Linked DNA regions of Mus musculus: region 2 is linked to region 1. Evidence: chromatin contacts called from public HiCAR-type data. All regions are on one chromosome and are shown on one strand. Each heading gives the region's core, a stretch centred on a gene start, on an enhancer-like site or on the middle of the called end of the contact. The rest is flanking DNA. Distances are from core to core; before and after follow the strand shown. Region 1 holds the start of Arhgef3 (Rho guanine nucleotide exchange factor (GEF) 3). Region 2 holds the start of Chdh (choline dehydrogenase).

The links. HiCAR-type assays count read pairs that join an accessible place to other places.
Region 2: a contact with region 1 is called in a HiCAR-type map of astrocytes, with 3 times the contacts expected there. The contact joins the promoter of Chdh here to the promoter of Arhgef3 in region 1.

The regions. Positions count from the first base shown.
Region 1 is chr14:27,334,473-27,338,631 of GRCm38.p6, forward strand. It overlaps Arhgef3 (Rho guanine nucleotide exchange factor (GEF) 3), which reads left to right and starts at 1,565. Exons shown (of 10, transcript NM_001289687.1): 1 at 1,565-1,797. The coding sequence starts at 1,705.
Region 2 is chr14:30,006,392-30,010,523 of GRCm38.p6, forward strand. It overlaps Chdh (choline dehydrogenase), which reads left to right and starts at 2,609. Exons shown (of 8, transcript NM_001136240.1): 1 at 2,609-2,842. Il17rb (interleukin 17 receptor B) reads right to left here and starts at 2,505. Exons shown (of 11, transcript NM_019583.3): 1 at 2,341-2,505; 2 at 459-483. The coding sequence starts at 2,400.

The DNA of each region.
Region 1 (4,159 bases), core at 315-2,814:
TCTTCATCACACTGCCTCCTTCACACCCCAGAAGCAAAACCAAGACTCAGTACCTCTCTGTAACAACACCCTCCGTATGCAGACCTTTCACGGGAGGAGAGAAAGATACTATAGCAAAGTTTAAGAAATGTTATTTGGAGGAAATGATAACTTAAAAAAAATGAATCTTTTTTTCCCAGGGTGATGTGAATATATTTTTCTTTTAAGATGTTGAAAATTGTTACTGTAACTGTAAAGCCTCTTTGTCCACTATTACTAACCTTTTCTATCCCAGATGTTTCTCCTCTGCCACCAGGGAGAGTGTAAGCTTGTCTCAGATTCTTCTAGACATTCAATGTTGTTGACCTCCAAGTATATCTTTATAGAGAATATCAAAAAAAAAAAAAAAAAGAAAAGAAAAGAAAAAAGAGAGAAAGAGAGAAAAAAGAAAGAAAGAACAAAAGAAAAGGACAGAAAAGAAAAGAAAAGAAAGAAAAACTCTTTTGTAGCTGTGTTTTGAACACAAACTGTGTACTGCTTTGTTCCGAATTGTTACACATTGGATACTAGGAATCGAACTCACAGCCTCACACTTGATAACTATTCTCCCAAAGCCCGGCATTCCCAGCCTTTTGCAATTATTTTCCAACTGAGGCCAACATAAAGGAACTCTTTCAGTTTCACACCCATAGACCCTTCTCCTCTCTGATCTCTATGGGGTGGTGTTCTATAATTAGAAAAGCTTACTTAAATACTCTTACTAAAGACTGTTACCATTGTTTTTAGGGTTTTGTTTGTTTTGTTTCGTTTTGTTTTTTGTTTGTTGTTGTTGTTGGGGTTTTGTGTGTGTGTGTGTGTGTGTGTGTGTGTGTTTGGTTTTTTTTTATAGGTTGGTCTGGGCTGCAGCAACGATCTTGTAATTACTTCTTGGGCATTTAAAACGTCAGTGTTTCCCCAGAAAAGATCCCCAAAAGCGTGGTCTTCGCTCTAAGCTGGAAACAGACTGAATCAGTCCAGCGTGGGTGTAGGCTGTAGGTGTAGGGGCCTGTGTGGTGGGGGAGGAGAGGGGATGGTTAGAGGGGACTCCGTTCCTTCCGTACTGCGTGGTGGAAAGTATTTGTCTCTCAGCTTTGGAGCTTGGTTTCACGGTGCTTTTTGAACTGCACTTAAAATGGGTGCATTTTACTGTTTGGACTGCTTTTACCTACTAAAGCTTATTTTTAGTAAAATGTATCCAGGACAGCCAGAGATGTAGAGAAACCCTGCACACGCAGGTTTCCTCCCCTAACCCCTCGGAAAGTGAGAGCCTGGCTTGGGACTTGCCCCCTGCTCTATCAGCGTTTGCCTAGGGTCCTGGTTTCCTTGCTACAAGCTATGTAGCGGTCTGGGGTCTGGCAGCTCCACGCAAGCGTCCCCTGAGGTCCCCAAAGTCTGCAGAACCGCCCCAGCCTCAGGAGGCGTCTGTAAGTTCGCACCTGGCGCTCCTTGGAGGGCGGGGTGGGCCTCTCTAGTCCCGCCTACCCGCCCTCCCTCAGTGGGCATGGCTTAAAGCGGCCCCGCCCTTCCCGGTGGAGCTTAGGCGTCAGGTCCACTCTGCAAGAAGCAGCTGTAGGTGTTCGCATCGCCGTCGCCTGCATCGTGGAGCTCGGGCCCTCTTTTACCCGGGATTTTTGTTGTCGCCTGAAATTAGCGGTGACATCTCAAAGGGCAGGCCCGGCAGCCGCCATGGTGGCCAAGGATTACCCCTTCTACCTCACTGTCAAGAGGGCAAACTGCAGCTTGGAGGCGCCCCTGGGCAGCGGGGTGGCCAAGGACGAGGTAGGACGCGCCCTCCACACACCTGCACCTCCGGGCTTCTCTGCCACCTCACCCTGTGTACCGCTCGCTTTCTCTCCGTCTCCCCCACGTGCTGCGCTTCTCCAGATCGCCCCTTCAAGTGTTCCCTCTCACGCCTTCTCTGTGGGTCCTCTATCGCTGCCCTGCTCCCTGAGCTCGGGAACCGCAGATCTTTGATGCTGCTTCTTTCCTTCCGAGCGACTGGCAGACCGAACCCCAGTCTCTGTCTAGAGCCTGCAAAGGCACCTACCTACCCGCTGCCCTGTTAGGAAGGCCCGGGTGTCGAGAGAGAGCCTCGTAAAGCAATGTCTCCCCGTCCCCGGCCGGGGTTAAGAGAGCTAAGTTCTTGGGGACCGGTTCAGACATTTCACCAGACACACTTGGTTTTGTAGCTGTTTGAGAGCAAGGGCGGGACAGGGCACCTTTACTTGTCACAAGTAACCAATAAAGGAGGTTGGGGGAAGGGTGTCGTTCATTTTGGGTCTGAGCTAAATGAGTAATTGAGGCTCTCCTTCATGACTGCTGAAAACGAGCTAAAACGTTGGTGAATGGGAAGCTGACTTGAAATGCTAGAAACAGTTCCCATTCTGGGAACTTGGGCGCGGGGAGAGGGGCAGTGCCCTTGGGTAATCCAGGGAGTCCTCTCAGTTTGGCTTTCTTAGGCTTTCCTCTCCCACCCCCATGTGTCCTGTCTCTGGCAAATTGCTGACTGCCCTTAGAAGTTGGTTAGGTTCAGTTGGGGGAGAAGACGATTCTCATTCTTTTTCAAGGTTTTAGAGAAGACAGTTAATTGTCTTATCAGACTCCAGTTTTGCTGTGGTGGAGTCCGTAGGACCAGCTCATCATGTCGTCTGTCTGTGTCTGTGTCTGTGTGTGTGTGTGTGTGTGTGTGTGTGTGTGTGTGTGTGTGTGTTCGTTCTCCACTTTCCTCTGCCTCACTCTGAGAGACTCGGGGTGGGCAGTGACGCTGGAGGCAGGTGTGTGTCCCGCCTTGTCACAGCACTGTTGATTCCACCTACACAACACATGTAGGTCTGCTTGGTGTGTGCCCTTGACGCTCTGAATTCTGTATAGGTGTGTTTTGGGGGTTGGTAGCATCAGAGATCCATTTCCTCCAACAAGATTGCCTCCCTTCAACAGGACTCCACCAGATTCTGGTTAGATCCTCCTTTTTGTTTGCTGAGCACAAGATAAGCCTCTGGCCTTTCCGTAGCTAGTTGAATATTTGTAGAGTTTGTAGTCTCAGCAGCTGTGGAAGTGTAGTGGGCTCTCATCTGTTTGGTACCGTCATGGAGTTCAGGTTGATAGAGCCTAGAATGGATATGAGTTTTCAGTAGCAATGGGACTGGTGGCTTCTCCAACTCCTGGGAGGAGATAAAGCATACCTGGTTTGGTTAATACATTAAAGTGGGCCAGAGAAGATAAGAGTGAAAATCGCTGGGAATTCTGACCAGGCTTTTTTTTTTTTTTTCATCTTTTTGTCTTGAGTTTTGGGGTCCTGTGGTAAAGGCTTGAGTGAACCTGTCTGCTTATTCCTTCTTCCCTTGTTAGTCATAGTCTGTAGATATATATGTGCTGTAGCATTTCAGGAACAGTTATGCTAATTTTCCTCACTACTAATAGGATCCACAAAATAAAGTATATCTTATTTTCCCTTTGTGGGGATGTAATTATGTAAAAACAAGGATGGGAGGTGAGTGCTTTTGGGGAATATTGGTATTTTTCAGGGATCACCATTGAGTTTTATTAATATAATTGTCTTTACCATAATCAAAGTACACTTTACACAACTTGATGGCTCCGACTTTGTTGGTCAGCTATAAATCACTTCCCAATAATGAAGATAGGCTAGATTGGAAAAAGAAACTTAAGTGGGTTTCAGGGCAAGTTTCATTAGCACAAAAGGCGACTGAACAGAAATATATATTTTCTGCCGGTAGGTGTCGCCAGTATTTATAAATGTCTAACAGCAACAACCAAAAACCACATTCCCTCACTGTCTTAAAAAAAACAAGATTATATAATTGTTTATAAAATAGATATTAAGTCCTGAGAACGTTTCTTTTTCAAGAAACTTTTCTTTTTTTGTAAAAAGAACGATAATAAAAGGAAACCTGTGTGTCTGAAGGCCTTCCTGAGATGACAGGACCTGTTGACCTTCAGGGCGCTTGTGTCGAGCACCTGTGCCTGGCACAATTGTGTGATGGCAGTTCCTCCTGAGCATGTTCGAGGGAAGACCGTGTGTGCAGTGTGGCCGTGGCTGCAGCCAGGTTCTTCTAGCACTCAGTCACCAGCAACTTGATGTTCACTTAACAGAAAGCTCAGCGGGGAACAGGTAACCATG
Region 2 (4,132 bases), core at 1,359-3,858, 2.7 Mb after region 1:
TGTGTGTATGAGACCAGTCCTCCTTTCTCCAAGCCTCACCCAGGACTCCACCCAGGACACTATGACAGCTCTTTTTTAACGCCCCATCTTTGCTGCCACTGAACCTTTCACTCACTCTCCCTAGTCACCTTCTTCGACAAAACCCACCCATTCTTCAAAGGCTACCATGTCGGGTACCTATGTGTAAAACATTTGCTGCCTACTCCCAACAGTGGTATCACCCCTTGTACCCTAATCTCTGTCCCTCTGTGGGGTGACAGGTACTGCTTCCCATGTAGCATGGTGCATCCCACTCTGCCTGTGTGCTAATTCACTGGGAGGCCAGCCCATTTCAAACACACCCTTACTCCCCAAAGTCCGCCTTTCCTCATGAGAACCTCATTCCTGTTAGTTAACAAGGCCACGCAACACACTGTGCCTGGTCTCCCGTGACCTTCCCAGTTCTCTAATGTACCCACCTGTCTCAGAGCCACACTGAATAGTCTGCAGGAAAGAGAAACCAAATGTCATGTTGAAGCCAGTAAACCACACTCCTCACTTTACCAAATTAGGCACCACACCAATATTGTTCCTTAGATGCATATACAAGTGACAAGTTTTCAACGAAAAGATGAGCCGGGAGCTGGAGAGATGAATCAGTGGTTAAGACAGCATATTGTTCTTGCAGAAAACCTGCATTTAGGCTCCAGCTCCCATACTGGACAACTCACAGCAATTGCCTGTCACTCTAGCTCCAGAAATCATAGTCGTGGTTTCTGAGGGCACACACACACACACACACACAAATTAAAAATACAATTCTTTAAATGTTTTAAAAGAAAAGAGCTAGTTTGATTGCACTTTCCAACTTGAGGGGAATTGAGCTGCCCCACTGTAGCTGTGATGGGCCCTGGCTTAGCCATTGGTACACCTGGTTTTCTGGCAGCTGCTCACCCCCTTGAAGACCAGGTAGGCCTCATGCATGCTTTCTTTCCCTGCCTCGGATTACTGAGGGCCACGGTGAGGCCACTTGTATCATCTAATGCTTAACTGTTGGTTTTCAGGACCATGTAATGTTTATTAATTTCTTCAAATTAAAGATTGGCTATGCAAAGAGGAGAAGAAAGCGGGGAGCAATGACTGCAGCCCGCAGGACACACACACACACACACACACAAGCTCATATCATACTTCTGAATGATCCAGAACTCAGCTGAGCTACTTAGAAATCCGTTGGGGACAGTGACCTCATCTTTCTAAAACAGCTTTCAAAAAAGTAAAACCCCCCTACTGTCTACGAAAGGCCAGTTACTAAACCCTTTGACGTTTCCATTAAAAGGGAAGAGTACTAGTTTGGAAATAGTATATTGAGCCTAAAACATTTATTTTAGTTGTCAGTAATCTTCAGTGGCAAGACACAATGTGACAAACCCAAAGGACTCTTAAGATCTCAGCTCTCTCATTTCCAAAACCTTGGTGAAGGCAGAAAGCAGAGGTTTTGATGGAGCAAATGGGGTTTGGATGATGTCATCCACTGTCCTTTGCTTTGTGACATTCTCTTATTAAGCAAATGAGCCACCTACTAGGAACCAAGTTCTACTTGAATGGGAGCAAGACAAGGTGTGTAGGAAAAGCCAGGTGAGGGCTCTACATTTTGCAGAGTTCATTCAATGTTCTTCACAGCTGCCCCCAGGACAGTTTTTTTCTCTTGCACAGAGACGGCAAGGGCTTCAGGACACCATAAATAAGCTGTGACTTTCCACAGTCACCAAGGATGCCTTCCAATGTGTGAAGAGAGCAGGGCTTGCATCTGAATGCCTTGTTGAGGATGCGCTTTTCCCTCCTAGAAAGATTCTTTCATTCATGGGGACTGGAGAAGAAAGGAAAGCTGCCTTCAGGAGTTAACATGGCCCTAGACAGAAAGGAAAAGCAAGCAAGCAAACTGATGCAGGCTGTCTGTTGACCCAAGAGGTGGGCAGCACAGATGTAAGCAGTACTGTCTTGTTTGTCATCATTAACCCAGGACAAGGCATACCTGTGTGAGTTGAGTACCACCCTTTTTCTTTTTGAGGAGAATACTACGACTCAAATGCCCAGGTGGCATCTGTGACAGTTCTAAACCTCATTCCCCTGGGAAGCAGTCTGACAACTGATACCTTCCAGGATGGCAATAGATGGGTGGTGTGAGTTCAAGACCCATCGCGGTTAGCTCAGGGGTGCAAACTGGCCCCTTTCTAAGGATGGTTCATGGACAATTCCTTGACAGTTGAGCTGGCAGGTTTTCAGGCGCTTGTCGCTTGTCAGGGTTCAGCTAAACGGATGGGAACCGAAAGGGTGCCCACAATGGAGGGGGATGCTTACCGGCTCTCGAGGCAGGGCGCTCCTGCACGATGCAGCCAAGATCAGCAACACTAGCAACATGGCCCGGCCACTGGCCACCGCCCACCACCACGCGGAGCTGGGGCCAGAGGTCCAGGGTCCTCTTATCCAGGCGCCCGCCGCAGTTCTCCGGGCTCCGCCTCCCACAGTACCGCCCTGCCCAAGCCGGCGCTGGCCTGGTCCCAAGACAGTAAAGTGGCCGCCTTGTCGCCCTCGGGGCTCGCGGGGGTAGGCGGGGTGCGAATGACTCAGGCCCGGGAGGACTGAAGCTCCAGCAGGCGCGGGGCGTGTCGAGCCCCGCGCACAGGTGTGTGCCGCAGGCCAGGTGGGGCGACCGCACCCGCGCCTGGAGCCAGACGGAGCAGCTCGCGGCACTCCCGGGACGCCAGTTAAAGAGCAGCGGGCGAGGATCAGCGGCCACTGCCTTCTCGGCTCTCCTGGCTCCTGTCCTTCGCGTCCTGGCCCAGGTGCGGAGTTGTCCCGGGTGAGTAGCTAGCTTTTCAGGTCCTAGGCTGGGTGAGGACCTGAAGCGGAGGGGCTCAAGCCACTGAAACCTTCTGGGTTTTGAGAGAACTAGCGACAGGAACTTAACAGTTACAAGGTAACAGTGATAGGAATCTCCACCCCTGGCCTCTCAGGCTTTCTGGTTAAGTGTACTCCTATAGAATGAGGCCTGGCGGTTACATCTGGGGTCCCGAAGCTGGTGTCTCAGCACTGTGGGTTCCGAGCTAAGGTTCTGACATTTGGCAGTGCTGCTTCTGCCTGAGTGAGATCTGCCCGACTCTCCACCACCTCTCGGACCTTAATTTTGGGAAGGTGGGCCAGGGACCATCCTTTTGAGATGAAATGGCTTGAGAGGGGGATAGCCCAGTATCATTTGGGGTTAGAGAAAGGGCTACAGAGCCTGGAATTCTGCTGCTTCAGCCCTTCCTATATCGTTAGCAGAGCTGGGCTCACCAGACACGTAGACAGTGGAATTGGAGAGAGCTTCAGGCACAAGTCCTGCTTCTCCCTGCTAAGAGGTTGGGTGGAGTCAAGTGGCTGTATTTGCTGAAGCCCGACTGGGATACAGACTAAATTCATCAGTGAGACAGACTTCAGGTGAAGATTCTGGTTTTGATTCACCTGGAGAAGGCTCCGTCCCTAGCCTCTGTTGGATTGCAAGGAATAGTTTCCTGAGAAACTTGTTCTGGTGCCTGACCAAGGAGATTGACAGAAGGGAGGTTGTAGCCCCACCCTCGCCTGGAACTGGGCCATCCTGGGCTCCCACTCAACCTCAGCGAGCCGTTCAGGCTCAGTGGTTCCTGGGAACAATAAGCTTTCATAGCAGCCTTTCTGACCGGTAAACCCTTGCCTGCTACCAGGGTGCAAAGGTGCATGCTCTTGGCATGGAGCTGAGCACTGTGACAGGAACATGCAAGGCCAGAGTACCTGCCCTGGTGGGAAGACAAAATGGAGACGGCCTTGTTTTCCAGCTTCTATCTGAGAACTTTGCCCTATGGGGCTGAGGAGCCAGGCAGATGTTTAGATAACAATCAGTTTCCAGTTTTGAAAAACAGCCCATGGGGCTGTGCAGAGCAAGTAGAGAGCACTCCCTCTCAGCTGAGCAAGTCACAGCCGATTGCCAACACGTGTTTACTCGGTGAGTAGCTGAGTGCCAGTCCCTGGGCTGCTCTGGCAGAACACAGCCTGCTGTAGTCAGCTCAAGGCAAAAGGCAAGGGGCTTTGGGACAGCAGGGATAGAGAGGTCAGGTCCAGGGACAAGTCAGCCATT